3 separate regions of the Mus musculus genome follow, and all the other regions are linked to region 3. Evidence: chromatin contacts called from public Micro-C and promoter capture Hi-C data. All regions are on one chromosome and are shown on one strand. Each heading gives the region's core, a stretch centred on a gene start, on an enhancer-like site or on the middle of the called end of the contact. The rest is flanking DNA. Distances are from core to core; before and after follow the strand shown.

The links. Promoter capture Hi-C pulls out the DNA fragments that hold promoters and counts their contacts. A called contact is a pair of places that touch in the nucleus more often than the background predicts.
Region 1: a Micro-C map of granulosa cells shows a contact between it and region 3, with 6 times the contacts expected there. The contact joins two enhancer-like sites. A contact is called at or near these places in 10 of 39 promoter capture datasets (the C10 cell line, HPC-7-derived erythroid cells, the SN4741 cell line and 6 more), 3 of 15 datasets of contacts at CTCF or cohesin (the G1E-ER4 cell line, embryonic stem cells and large pre-B cells), 121 of 484 Hi-C or Micro-C datasets (the 63-12 cell line, the AML12 cell line, the AtT-20 cell line and 78 more), 17 of 115 datasets of contacts at active chromatin or transcription factors (CD8 T cells, the NIH/3T3 cell line, PVALB interneurons and 13 more) and 1 of 9 other capture datasets (embryonic tail).
Region 2: a contact with region 3 is called in a promoter capture Hi-C map of liver, with 2.4 times the contacts expected there. The contact joins the promoter of Dvl2 here to the enhancer-like site in region 3. A contact is called at or near these places in 6 of 39 promoter capture datasets (the 3T3-L1 cell line, 3T3-L1-derived adipocytes, the HPC-7 cell line and 2 more), 2 of 484 Hi-C or Micro-C datasets (granulosa cells and liver), 5 of 115 datasets of contacts at active chromatin or transcription factors (embryonic stem cells, memory CD8 T cells, microglia and 1 more) and 2 of 9 other capture datasets (adipose tissue and pancreatic islet).

Annotation. Positions count from the first base shown.
Region 1 is chr11:70,196,642-70,200,362 of GRCm38.p6, reverse strand. No RefSeq gene overlaps it. Among named protein-coding and RNA genes, the nearest start is that of Slc16a11, 15 kb to the left of the region's middle. Within about 2 kb of position 1,867, at least 54 of the 459 cell types and tissues checked have an H3K27ac peak or open chromatin away from gene starts, as enhancers often do. A contact at or near this core is called in the HL-1 cell line, bone marrow-derived macrophages, granulosa cells and 2 more, where this site is marked.
Region 2 is chr11:69,998,596-70,002,375 of GRCm38.p6, reverse strand. Dvl2 (dishevelled segment polarity protein 2) reads right to left here and starts at 1,784. Exons shown (of 15, transcript NM_007888.4): 1 at 1,350-1,784. The coding sequence starts at 1,543. It overlaps Phf23 (PHD finger protein 23), which reads right to left. Exons shown (of 5, transcript NM_030064.4): 4 at 3,244-3,780; 5 at 2,365-3,138. The coding sequence ends at 2,924.
Region 3 is chr11:70,072,974-70,076,673 of GRCm38.p6, reverse strand. No RefSeq gene overlaps it. Among named protein-coding and RNA genes, the nearest start is that of Gm32946, 2.8 kb to the left of the region's middle. Within about 2 kb of position 1,818, at least 39 of the 459 cell types and tissues checked have an H3K27ac peak or open chromatin away from gene starts, as enhancers often do. A contact at or near this core is called in the HL-1 cell line, adipose tissue, bone marrow-derived macrophages and 4 more, where this site is marked.

The DNA.
Region 1 (3,721 bases), core at 618-3,117, 120 kb before region 3:
AGGTTTCCCTGAGGCTGTGGGAATGTACACTAGACACCCTGTGGGAGCTACCAAACCTGAGTGTCCAGGAGGTCAGCAATGAGTGAAATAAGGACACTCCAGGCAAAAGCATACCTTGTGCAACACTCCTACCAAGGTGTTCTTCTGGACCAAGGCATCTGAGGGCCTGCTTTCAAGATCAAGGCAGATGCCTGGGTGAAGTCCGGTGAGGACTGGTGAAGTCTGGACAAGTTGCCGGTCTGAAGGTTTCATGACCTGGCGGCCGGCTGGCCGGCATATACCCTCTTCTTTTAGATCTTTTCCCTTTCAGTGCATTTGCTCTGAGCTGAGTTCCTCTTATCTGCCACAAATCTCCTTTACAAACCTTGTCCAACCCAAAATTATTTCCTCTGAAAGCTTTCTCCTGCCCCTGTTTTGCAAAAACAAACAAACAACAAACAAACAAAAACCCTGGCAGCCTCCCTCGCTGAGGATTGCTGTTCTCTAGTGCATTCAAATAGGTTTCCCGAGTTTTCTGTAACCGAATTTCAAACTCTCAAAGGAGTTCCCCTTTCCTTGATCCGTGACGGGGAGCCATTTGCGAGGAGACTGCCCTTCATTCACCACACGTTTGGGAGGCAGTGTTATGCCCTCAGCTGCGGCCCCTGGAGACCCTGATTTCTAGGGAATGAGTTTCCACCTCACTGCATCCGGGATTTGGGAGATAAAAAGCTGGTGCCTGAGGCTTTAGAGCAGAAGTTTTAGGACTGGGGCCAGTGGGTGCTCGAAGCACTGAGCTAAGGCTCCACACTGAACTCCACAATATATAAGGCCTGCCTGGCTCTCTCCTCTCCTCTTCTCTCTCTCTTTCTCCTCCCTTCCTCCTTCCTTTTCTTCCTCTCGTCTTCTATCCCTTCTTCTTATTGAAAGGAAGCTTCCCTGTGTTGCCCAAGCTGACCTTGACTTCTGGGCTGAAAAGATCCTCTCACCTCAATGTCCTGGGAAGCTGGAACCTACACATATGTACTACCTATCCTGGCTTCTTGGTGGCTCTTAAGAGGCTCGTGGTCTTTGAGTTTATTTCCTTGTTGTCCTTGGGTAAACAAGCTTAACCTAACCCTTCCCGAGTGTTTATGCAAATGCTTGAGAGGTGAGCACCTTTACGGACTCGAAAATACGGGAAGCAAGATTCTAAAATAACGAATGCTTAGATAGGCGTCTACAAAACATGACATTAGCCAGTCAACCCCTTTGTTAGAGTCTGTATTCCTGAAACAACTCAAAGGTTGATTTTCTTTTCTCACAGCCAAAGACTCCATCCCATGTCCATTTCATTATGATCCATAATAATTGATAAGAAGTCAATCAACAGTGAACTCGTTGAGGTTCAGGAGTTGCAGTCAAACCATACAAACACCGATCTCAGCTAATTGAGAATAGTTTAGCGAATGCATACCTTAATTCCGAATGTTCAGGGCCTTGAAAAGGACTCAGAGGCCTAATTGCGGTACTAGTCTGCTCTCAGGGTAGGCATTTTATAGGAAAAACCAGGTACTAGGTTCCAAAATTTAAAGGGCAATGAGTGGGAGCAGTTGGCTTCCTAGGCAAAGTATCATCAGCTAACCTTTAAGCGGATGGGGTGGTGGATGGGTGGTGGACAGGGGAGTTTCAGAACATTGAGATAACAGAGCATGAGCATTATAGTCATAACGTTTTGGTTTATTAGTCGCATTCTTCAGTGTCAGCCACAAAAACCACACTGAGCTCAAACACAGGAAGGGCTGCCCAGTGGTCAGCTCTGACTCAGGCTATTTTAGACCTAACAACTCATCGTGACCTTTGACTTAATGGGTCCCATGTAAAACTCTGTGGTATTTCTTAAGATTAGCAACCCTCATTCAGAACATACAGAACAAAACAGGGTGTGTGGTCAGGGTGTCTGAGCCAAGCCACTGCTCTGTGTCAATGACTGGCAGGCATGTTACAGCAACAATATGAAATAGCTGGCAGGCACAGAACAAAATGGCTACAGCTATGTTGGGTGGGTGTCAGAGCATAATAGACTCAGTGAGTTTTTTGTAGATGAATACATTTTTAAAATACATGTCCTTTAAAAAAAAATAACAGTCACTGAGCCTGGAAGTTTAGGCCAATTAGCCTAATTCCTTTAGAGCCCAAGGCATGGAAATTGAATATTTAAGACTTGCCTGTTCTATAGAGATAAAGGCTAGCCTGGGCAAGTTAGTAAGACTTTGTCCGGAAGTAAAAGGTAAAAAGAGCCAGGCGTGATGGTGCAAGCCTTTAATCTCAGCACGCTGGAGATTGTAATTGAATAACAGTCTGGTCTGCATACAGAACTCCAGGCCAGCCAGGGCTAGAGAGAGAGAGAGAGAGAGAGAGAGAGAGAGCGCAAACACACAAAACCCCAAAACAAACAGAAGTAAAAAGTCCAGAGAGAAGGGCTGGAGATATAGCTCAGCGGTTAAGAGCATTGATGTACTTCCAGAGGTCCTGAGTTCCCATCCCAGCAACCACATGGTGGCTCACAACCATCTGTAATGGGATCTGATGCCCTCTTCTGGTGTGCCTGAAGACTGTGACAGTGTACTCATGTAAATAAATAAATATTAAGAAAAAAAAAGTCCAGAGAATAGCTTGGCAGCAGAATATATGTTTAATATGTGTGAGGCTCTGGGTACCATAGAAAACTCATTAACAGTAAACATGTTATATTCAGCATGGAACATGAGTGCTCTAATGCACACAGATTCAAGAGGTTCTGTTGGATGGTAGCTAGAATATGAATCCAGAAAGGAGGCCAGCTGCCTTCTAGTTCTGCCTTAGCCAATTAGGGACCATAGTATTTGATACTATGTAACAGTTCCCTAATTCATGGGAAAGATGATGATAAGTCCTACGATCTGAATGTTTATATCCCTCCAGAGTCCATGCGTGAGATCTAATCCCCATCACAATCGTATCAGGAGGTGGGGATCTCCTGAGGCTACTAAGTGAATGAAGTTAAGGTCTTTGTAAAAGGTCTGAGAGCTTGTGACCCCCTTCTGCTAGACAGAACCATCTGTGAAGCAGAGAGTTGGGTCTTAGGAGACACTGACGCACGCTGTGGGCTTTCCAGCCTCCAGATCGATGACCAATACATTTCTATCATTTATAAATTATTTGGTCTACAGCATTTTGTCAGGGCATCTCAAGTGGACTGGGGATTGAATGATTTAGCATTTATAGAGTGGTAGGAGAAATGCCTACAAAGAAGTAACACTGTTTAAGGATGTATTTAAATAGAGTAGGTAGATGGGTGGGCGGAGGAGAGCTCTGTGATCCGTGAGTCTTCAGTAAGCTTCTGCCCATTTAACCTGTGAACCTAGGAGGAAAGGGTGTGACCCCTTAGCCATAGCTATGGGAGGAATCAGGGCACTTGTCTCTCAGGCCCCAAGCAGAAGAAACTGCAGGCCCCAGAGGGAACAGTGCAGTCTGAGCATACCTCCTTCTTGGGCTACTCTATCTTCTGTTTCGTTTGGAGGTCTGGTTTTCTCTGGAAACAAGATCTCACATATCCCAGGTTGGCCTCTGAAAGGATCAAAATTGGCCCAGGACACATCAAAACCAAGTTCTCAGTACAAAGGAAATTTATTTGCCCCAGAGGGACAAAGAGCCGGGAATAAGAGACAGAGACGGAAGATAGATGAGAGAGAAAAGGGGCAAAGGAGAGGAGGACGGGATA
Region 2 (3,780 bases), core at 535-3,034, 74 kb after region 3:
GTTCCCACTTGTCCCTGTCTTGTAACTTGTAAAAAGCCCAGGTCTGGGCCAGGCATCCTGACTGCCACACGTTATCTAGTTCCAGCACTATGGATGCAGGTGTAGAGGCAGGGCTGCTACAAGTTCAAGGCAAGCCTGTTCTATATTGTGTTCTAGGTAGCTTCAGTAACAGAAGGAAGTTCTTGGCTCAGCAGCAGACTGACTGGCTCTGGAGAAGACTGGAGTTCAAGTCCCAGCACACACATAGTGGCTGGCAGATGCTAACTCCAGTTCTAGGAGATCCCATGCCATCTACTGGATTCATTGGGCACTGCATGCTTGTGGTACACACTATGCATGCAGAACACCCAAACACATAAAGTAGCTTTTGTTTGTTTTATGACAAGGTTTCTCTGTGCAGCCCTAGCTGTCCTGGCACTGGCTCTGTAGACCAGGCTAGCCTTGAACTCAGAAAACTGCCTGCCTCTGTCTCCCAAGTGCTCAGATTAAAGATGTGCACCACCACTGCCCAACACATAAAATATCTTTAAAAAAAAAAAAAAAGCAAAAAAATCCTCCAACTCTCTTCAGCCCCCAGGGGGTATCGGGGTAGCGGGGAGAGGAGGTTCTGGCCCTAAGAGGAAATAAGAACTCAGAAAAGTTCAGAATGGTACATGCTTTGCCAGGAAAGTCTACTTCAAAACAGCCTAATATATCCCAATAGATCTCGCTGCAATATTACAGACTCTACCATCCCAAAATAATACTATGGAACCTGATTAATAAGCCAGAATAGCCTAATTGTCTCACTATAGCCCGGTCTACATAAAAACACTGCATGCCCAGCATATTGGCTCACACCTGTTTATTTCAGCTCTGGGGGCTAAGGCAGGAACTCCATGGGTTCGAAGCCAGCCTAGGATACAAGGAATAAAGCCCTACCTCCAAACAAAAGAACAAATCAAAACAGGCAAACAAAATTACAGACTATCTCTATCTAACTCGCGTGCAGACGTCTGAGAGCGAGCATCCCAGCTCACCAAAAGATAGATGGCTCTAATCTCCGCACAGCCTAGCATAACCTCAAGCATCACTTCTTTGCCTTTTGGCTAAAATCATGGAGAGAGAATGGCCAAACAAACCAGTGTTCCCCATTCCTCCAACCTAATTTTCTCGCCATCCAGCCCTTTCTTCTATGTGTCCAAATATAACCTTGTCCGTCTTGGGATGGGCTTTCTACCTTAGCACAGTACAATATGCTATGCTCCACTACAGGCCAGAAACAGTCCAAGGTAGACCGGTCTCCCTCAATATCGCCCAATCCACTCTAGCATACCCACCGTCCTTCCCAGTCTAGGCCTCGCGCTTACCCAAAATCCTGATCCATGGACTTGAAAAAGTACTTGGCGCCCGCGGGCCGCTGCAAAACGCTCTTGAAATCGCCGAGCGTGATGCGCTCCGCCGGGACAGGGATCTTCACCAGGTAAGGAGTCTCTTCTTCATCCAGATGGTAAATCACCTTCGTCTCGCCTACACCACCGCCCCCCGCGCTGCTGCCCGCCATGGTCTCGCTCGCGCGCTCCCGGGCTCAGCCGCCCACCCAACAGGACTAAGCGCCCCCGCCGCGCCTGCGCACACCCGCAAACTGACGCGCTAGCGCCAACAGCGCAGGGCCAGTGCGGAAGACGTGCCCAAGGAGGATGGCGGGGACCAGCGGGCTGATCGGGAAGAGCTGTGTGGCGAGACTCAAAACCTAGACCGCACAGTCGAGGGCCACTAGCTCCACGGACGTCGCGAGCAGCACCGAGGTCCCCGCCCACCTCTCCCCATGCCACGTGACCCAAGCCCGCCCACTTTGCGCAGCCGACTGTGCTTCACGTGACTTCCTTGAGTCACGTTACTACAAGCTCCACCTAGACACTCACGTGACCACTGCCTTGAGCAACGGTCTTCAGCCCTAGACGACTCCGCCCCCAAACGTGTACAACCCGCCCCCCCCCCTCCCAAGTACCTTAGCAAGCTTCTACTCTTGGAATGCTGGCAACTGGCCCCCACTTTGCCTTACCCATCTGAGGTTCAAGGCACCTCAATAGCAACTATAAGAGGGGCGGGGATATGGGCTGATGAGTGAGAATTGTAACCTGGGACCCTTAGGGCAGTACTCCTACTAGACTGTACTTGGGATGAGAAAGCCGAAATAGTCTTCAGAGATGTCTGAGGGGCATTAGACAGTGCCCAAGCCAGATTTGGCCCCTAAACTTCCCATCTCCACCTCCCAAATTGTGGAATTACAGCCCTGGACTTACAAGTGGCCTTCAGCCCCAACTCCACCCAAGACTTCCACCAGGTTTCCCAAAGATCCCCTCCCCAAATAGGACAAGGAGGGCTGTAAAACACAAGAGCCCACTCTGCTTTATTTACAACACGCAGGCCGTCTGTCTGAGCAGCCGGCCAACAGTATTAAAAACGAGGCGAGTGCTAATTGACACCTTTTTCTTTCCTTCCTCACTCCACAGGCTTTGGTACTCCACCTCTGAGCAACCTCGCTCAAATGGGGGAGCCCCAAATTAAAAATACATCCGGTGTAAAAGAAAGTAAACGGGAGAGAGAAGAAACATGAGGGGAGTGCTGTATTTACACTACAGTTTTATAGACAACTATCCCATTACATCCCAGTTTGAGCCCTGGACCTGCAAGTGAAAAGGGTACAGGGTTGACTGGACAGAGATTCTGTCTACAGATCCAGCCTCCCCGACCCAACTGTAATGGGGTCAACTTCAAGTCCATGGAGCAGGAAGGACAGAGTAGAAGACACTCATTTCCAAATACGTCTCCCTTGGGAATTGTGGCCCTCAAGTGGGGACAGCCTCCTCACTCCAAGGGAAGGCTGGGGACCCTGAGGCTCAGTTCCCAAGTAATGTCACAAGTTCCAGCCTTAGTGATGTCAGGGTTCTCCAGATTTGGGGAGACCCCCTAACCGCCGGGCCTCTGGCCGAAGTTCCTTGCATTTCTGGCAATAAAAGAAGTCGGGAACGTTGGTCTTCTTAATCTTAGCACAGGAGAGGTGGATCCACGTCCCACAGAGGCTGCACTCAATCATGGGCCGCCCCGCAAAGGGCTTTCTGCAGTAACACGTGATCAGATCCCAGGAGTCGTCACCTGGAAAAGACAAATCTCTTTAGTGTTCTGCTTCAAGGCGTCAACTCCTAAGAGCCCCCAAAGCTATCACCTCTGCTCCCCACCCCGGGCAGCCCAACTTCTCACCTGATTCTACCATGATGTCCTCATCCATGACCCGCATCTCGCCTTCACTGGAGCTAGCATCTCCATCTTGGCTTGTTTCTGTGCTGCCCACATCTTTGCCTTCACTGTCAGTAGGGGGAGCACCTTCAGAGTGCACTGTAACAGGGGGCCTGGGGGCCTCAGGGGGTGTTGGGAGCACAGGGGCTGGGACTCCACCCCCCACTGTCATCTCTTCCTCATCATCTTCCTCTTCTTCCTCTTCCTCCTCCTCTTCAGAGTCTGTATCACTGGGAGGAGCCCTAGGAGGGCCAGGAGGTGGGAGTCTATCTCCCCGATCTGCCTTTTTCAACTTCCGCTTCTTGCTCTTCTTGATTCGAGACCGCTTTTCCCCATCCCCAGGAGCTGGTCGAGGTCTCCGAAGCACCCCAAAGCCAGCCCCACCTCCTGGTCCCAACTTTCTATTCTTTCGGTCCTTCTTTCGAGGCTGGGAGAGGTCCCCCTGGGACAGCGGCACTGGGGCGAGAGCAGCGGGGGGCCGGGAAGTATGCGTCAATGATG
Region 3 (3,700 bases), core at 569-3,068:
AAACTTCCCCCTTCCATGTTAACCTATCCATCAATATCATCATTGCTCTGGCCTTGTTTACACAGCCATGCCTACAAAAGACTGTTTCACTTTCTGTATCCTGCATCTTACAACCCTTTGCCCCCTTTTCCACAATGTTCCCTAAGCCATAGATAGGTGCAGGAGCTGTGATGTAGATATATTCCATCATGGCTGGGCCTCCTACAATCTATTGGTCTCTGCATTGTGTCCAGTTGTGGTCTTCTGTGGTGGTCTCCATTCGCTGCCAGGAGAGGCTCCTTTGACAGGTGTGATACCTACAGGATAAGATTTAGAATGATGGAAGAAGTTATGCTTGTCTAGCAAAGTGGTATGAAGTGGAAACTTACAGTTTCTTTGGAAAGTCAGTTGTGTTGGTTGTTGTTTTGCTGAGGCAAACACATGAAGGACTGTTTTTCTGAAGCAGACACAGGGGAAAGGATGTTTTTCATCCTTTGCACATGAAAGGATGCGTGATGAAGGATGCTTCACTAATGACAGGCATGTATTGGTTCACCTTACATGGCAATGATGAGCTCTGCTTGCCATGAATCCATAGAGAGAAACACACCAAAAACCTCTGGTGGTGTGCTGGCGGCTTCTTGCCACTTCCCCGGACTCGGGTCGATTGGCAGAGTGATGTCAGCCGGTCCAGACTCACGTGGAGTTTTGTTAAGACAGACTCACATGCTGAGGCAAGACATGTGATGAGGCAAGATCCATGGAGGACACATGATGTTTGGAGAGAGTATAAATAGGACTCGACGGAGAGTGATGGGGGCTTGCACAGCTAGCTTTGCAATGCTTGTAGTATCTTCACAGATCTTCACTTTGTTGAGAGAGACACAGCAAAGAACTCCTGGTGTCCCTGCTGACTCATGCTGAGTCAGCGGAGGCCTGGCTATATCTGCTAGGTCATGCCACAGCTGCTGATTTGTGTTTGCTATTCCAACACTCCTGAACTGACTGACTGTATATCTGTGAAGTGTTTTCGAGTGTATCTAGCTGCCGATGTTGACCTGTGAACTGGACTGTTGATTTTCTAAACAGGTTGACTTCCCCGTATCCTAATAACCTCTCTTTCCCACTGCCTCTGCTGGGCGGTAGCCTAGAAGGGAGGATAAAGTGTTTAAGAACCCATATTAAAAGTAGTCTCTGAAAAATAAAAACAATGGTGGTAGTAATACGTTCTCTTCTCAGCTCTATGACCTTGCTAGTTCCGGGAAGCTAGTTCCAGTACGAGGCATGGTTGCCCTCTGTCGAGTGAATGTCAACTCCACCAACATGCAAATGCCACTTATTGCATTTTTATATATATCTCACCCATGTGCCAACTGTTGTGGGTCACAGGTTTGCAGCTGGGTAGTGTTGTGGATTTGGTCTAACTCTTGTATTGTGTTTATTGGGTGCCCAAAATTACATGGGAATCTGCACATAAGATAGTGAGGGACCCTGCCCCCAATTGGTTTTGATTGGTAAATAAAGTTGCCGGTGGCCACTGGCTGGGCAGGGAGACAGAAGGAGGACTTTAGAATTCCCAGGCAAGGGACCGAGGGAGGAGGGAGAGAGCCATCACTCTGGGAAAGGAGCAAAGACAAGGCCTAAGAGGTGCAGAAGAAAGAGCATAACCATCACGTAAGAGTTGGGGATCGTGGCCCAGGAGCACGGCAGGTCTGGGTCCGGGACAGCCAAGATGGAAAATAGGTCTTAGTAAGTAATAAGTCAGGAATACCAGCGGCGGGGAGACTGTTAGCCACATGGAGATTAGGAAGTGGCCCAGCCTACACTCAGGATAGCAGCGCCACCGTGTGGTACAGCTCCAGTTTCAGGTGCCCTTAAGCAACATTTCGCAATACTATTTATGCCTCTTTCCTAAATACTAAAGTGAAATGTTAGACCGTTAGTTCTTACAGCTTCTTTTTAAAAATCCATAATTAAACTCCTAAGACTAAGTTGACCACTTACACACACACACACACACCCCACCCCCAGCTCCTTTCAATAGTGGTCACTCTTAGAGTGACCAGGGAAAACTGCTTGCGGTGAGGTCAAGGAGGCGTGGCCTCAGAAGATACCAGTTTTCTGGTTCCAATCCAGATATGCTGAACCAGATCCAGAGCCAGGACGACTGTGTTCTAAGTTCACTGGCCAAAGGCCGGCCGTCTTGGGTCTTACCTATCTCTAACAGTTCACATCCTTTCTTGCCGTTGAGTGAGAACTGCAGGGTTGGAGGTAAACAAGAGCACCTACCCAGAGCTCTGCTCCGGGGTGGGGTCTTCCCACGCAGAACAAAATCCCACTCCCCGGGCATCACTGCCACGCACTGAGTGGGTAGTAGAATCTCCTGCAGTAGTTTCTCTCAGCGTCTCACCCCAGGTGTATCTTCTCAGCCAGCTCCTTTAACCAACTGCCTCTGTGGATCCTCAACACTCAAGTCTGCTACAAGCATCTCTTCAACCTAGTAGAAGATGAAGCTTCTGGCATGCATGTTTTTGACGCAGCCTGCAACAGACTTTGCGGTGCTCTGATTGGCCAAAGAGCATATTTGAGAACCACCAGCTGAGACTGCGCTCCTGTCCTTTGTGGGGAGATGGGGTCCATTGCTGCGGATGGAGAGGAAGGATCCCAGCACCAAAATCATTCAGTCTTTTCATCCTGCTCCTTGCCTGCCTGCAAAGCCCAGTAAAGTGTAGTGAAAGTTCGTCTGCAGCCGCAGCCTGGCAGGCACGAAGGGGATTGGGAGTGGGAGTGAGGTGTCTGGGAGGCTACAGGAGCCTGCTGTAAACCCAGTGGTCCCTGGACTGGGAGTCTGGCTAAATGTGATCCATGCTTCCACCGGATTCCAGCATCCCATCCGCCCTAGAGGGTGGAGGTGGGGGTCTATCTCACCCACCAAGCCTGCCTGTAACTCCTGCTAGCAATAGCTTTTGTTCTTAGCTTTTAAAGATAAAACGCGGTGCTGGGTTTCAGGAAATTAAGCTTGTGTGTGTGTGTGTGTGTGTGTGTGTGTGTGTGTGTGTGTGTGTGTGTAGCCAAACTGACATTTAATATCCTCCCTAGATGAAGTCAGCAGGTAACCTGGCAAAAGGTCCTTATTCTGACAAAAGCTGGTCTGAGGCTGTCCTGCCTCATAGGCCCGTGTACAGAGCTGATGACTAAACACACTTCTCTAGACAAGCAACAACTTCAACAAAGAAATCAAAATCCCAGCCAGGTTTTGTAATGCATGCCTTTAATCCCAGCACTAGTGAGCCAGAGGCAGGTAGATGTTGTGAGTTTGAAGCCAGTCAGGACAGAGAAACCCTGTGGGGTTTATTTTGTTTTGCTTTTGTTCATTTGTTTCTTTGTTTGGGCAAGGTATCCCTGTATGGCCCAGGTTGTCTAGAACTCCTCAGTCCTACCTCAGCCACAGCCTCAGCCTCAGCCTCAGCCTCAGCCTCAGCCTCAGCCTCAGCCTCAGCCTCCAGGGCTAGAATGATAGGCATGTGCCATCATGACCAGCCCCATCTTTTGGAGATGTGTTGTCATTAGGACATGTCCAGGACTGGAGAGAAGGCTCAGCAGGTAGGACAGGTAGGAGTGCTTGCTGCTCTTGGAGAGGACCAGGCTCCCAGTAGCCAGGTGGGAGTTCGGGGTAAGAACTTACAACCGCTGTGAGTCCAGTCCTATCGAATCCTCTTCT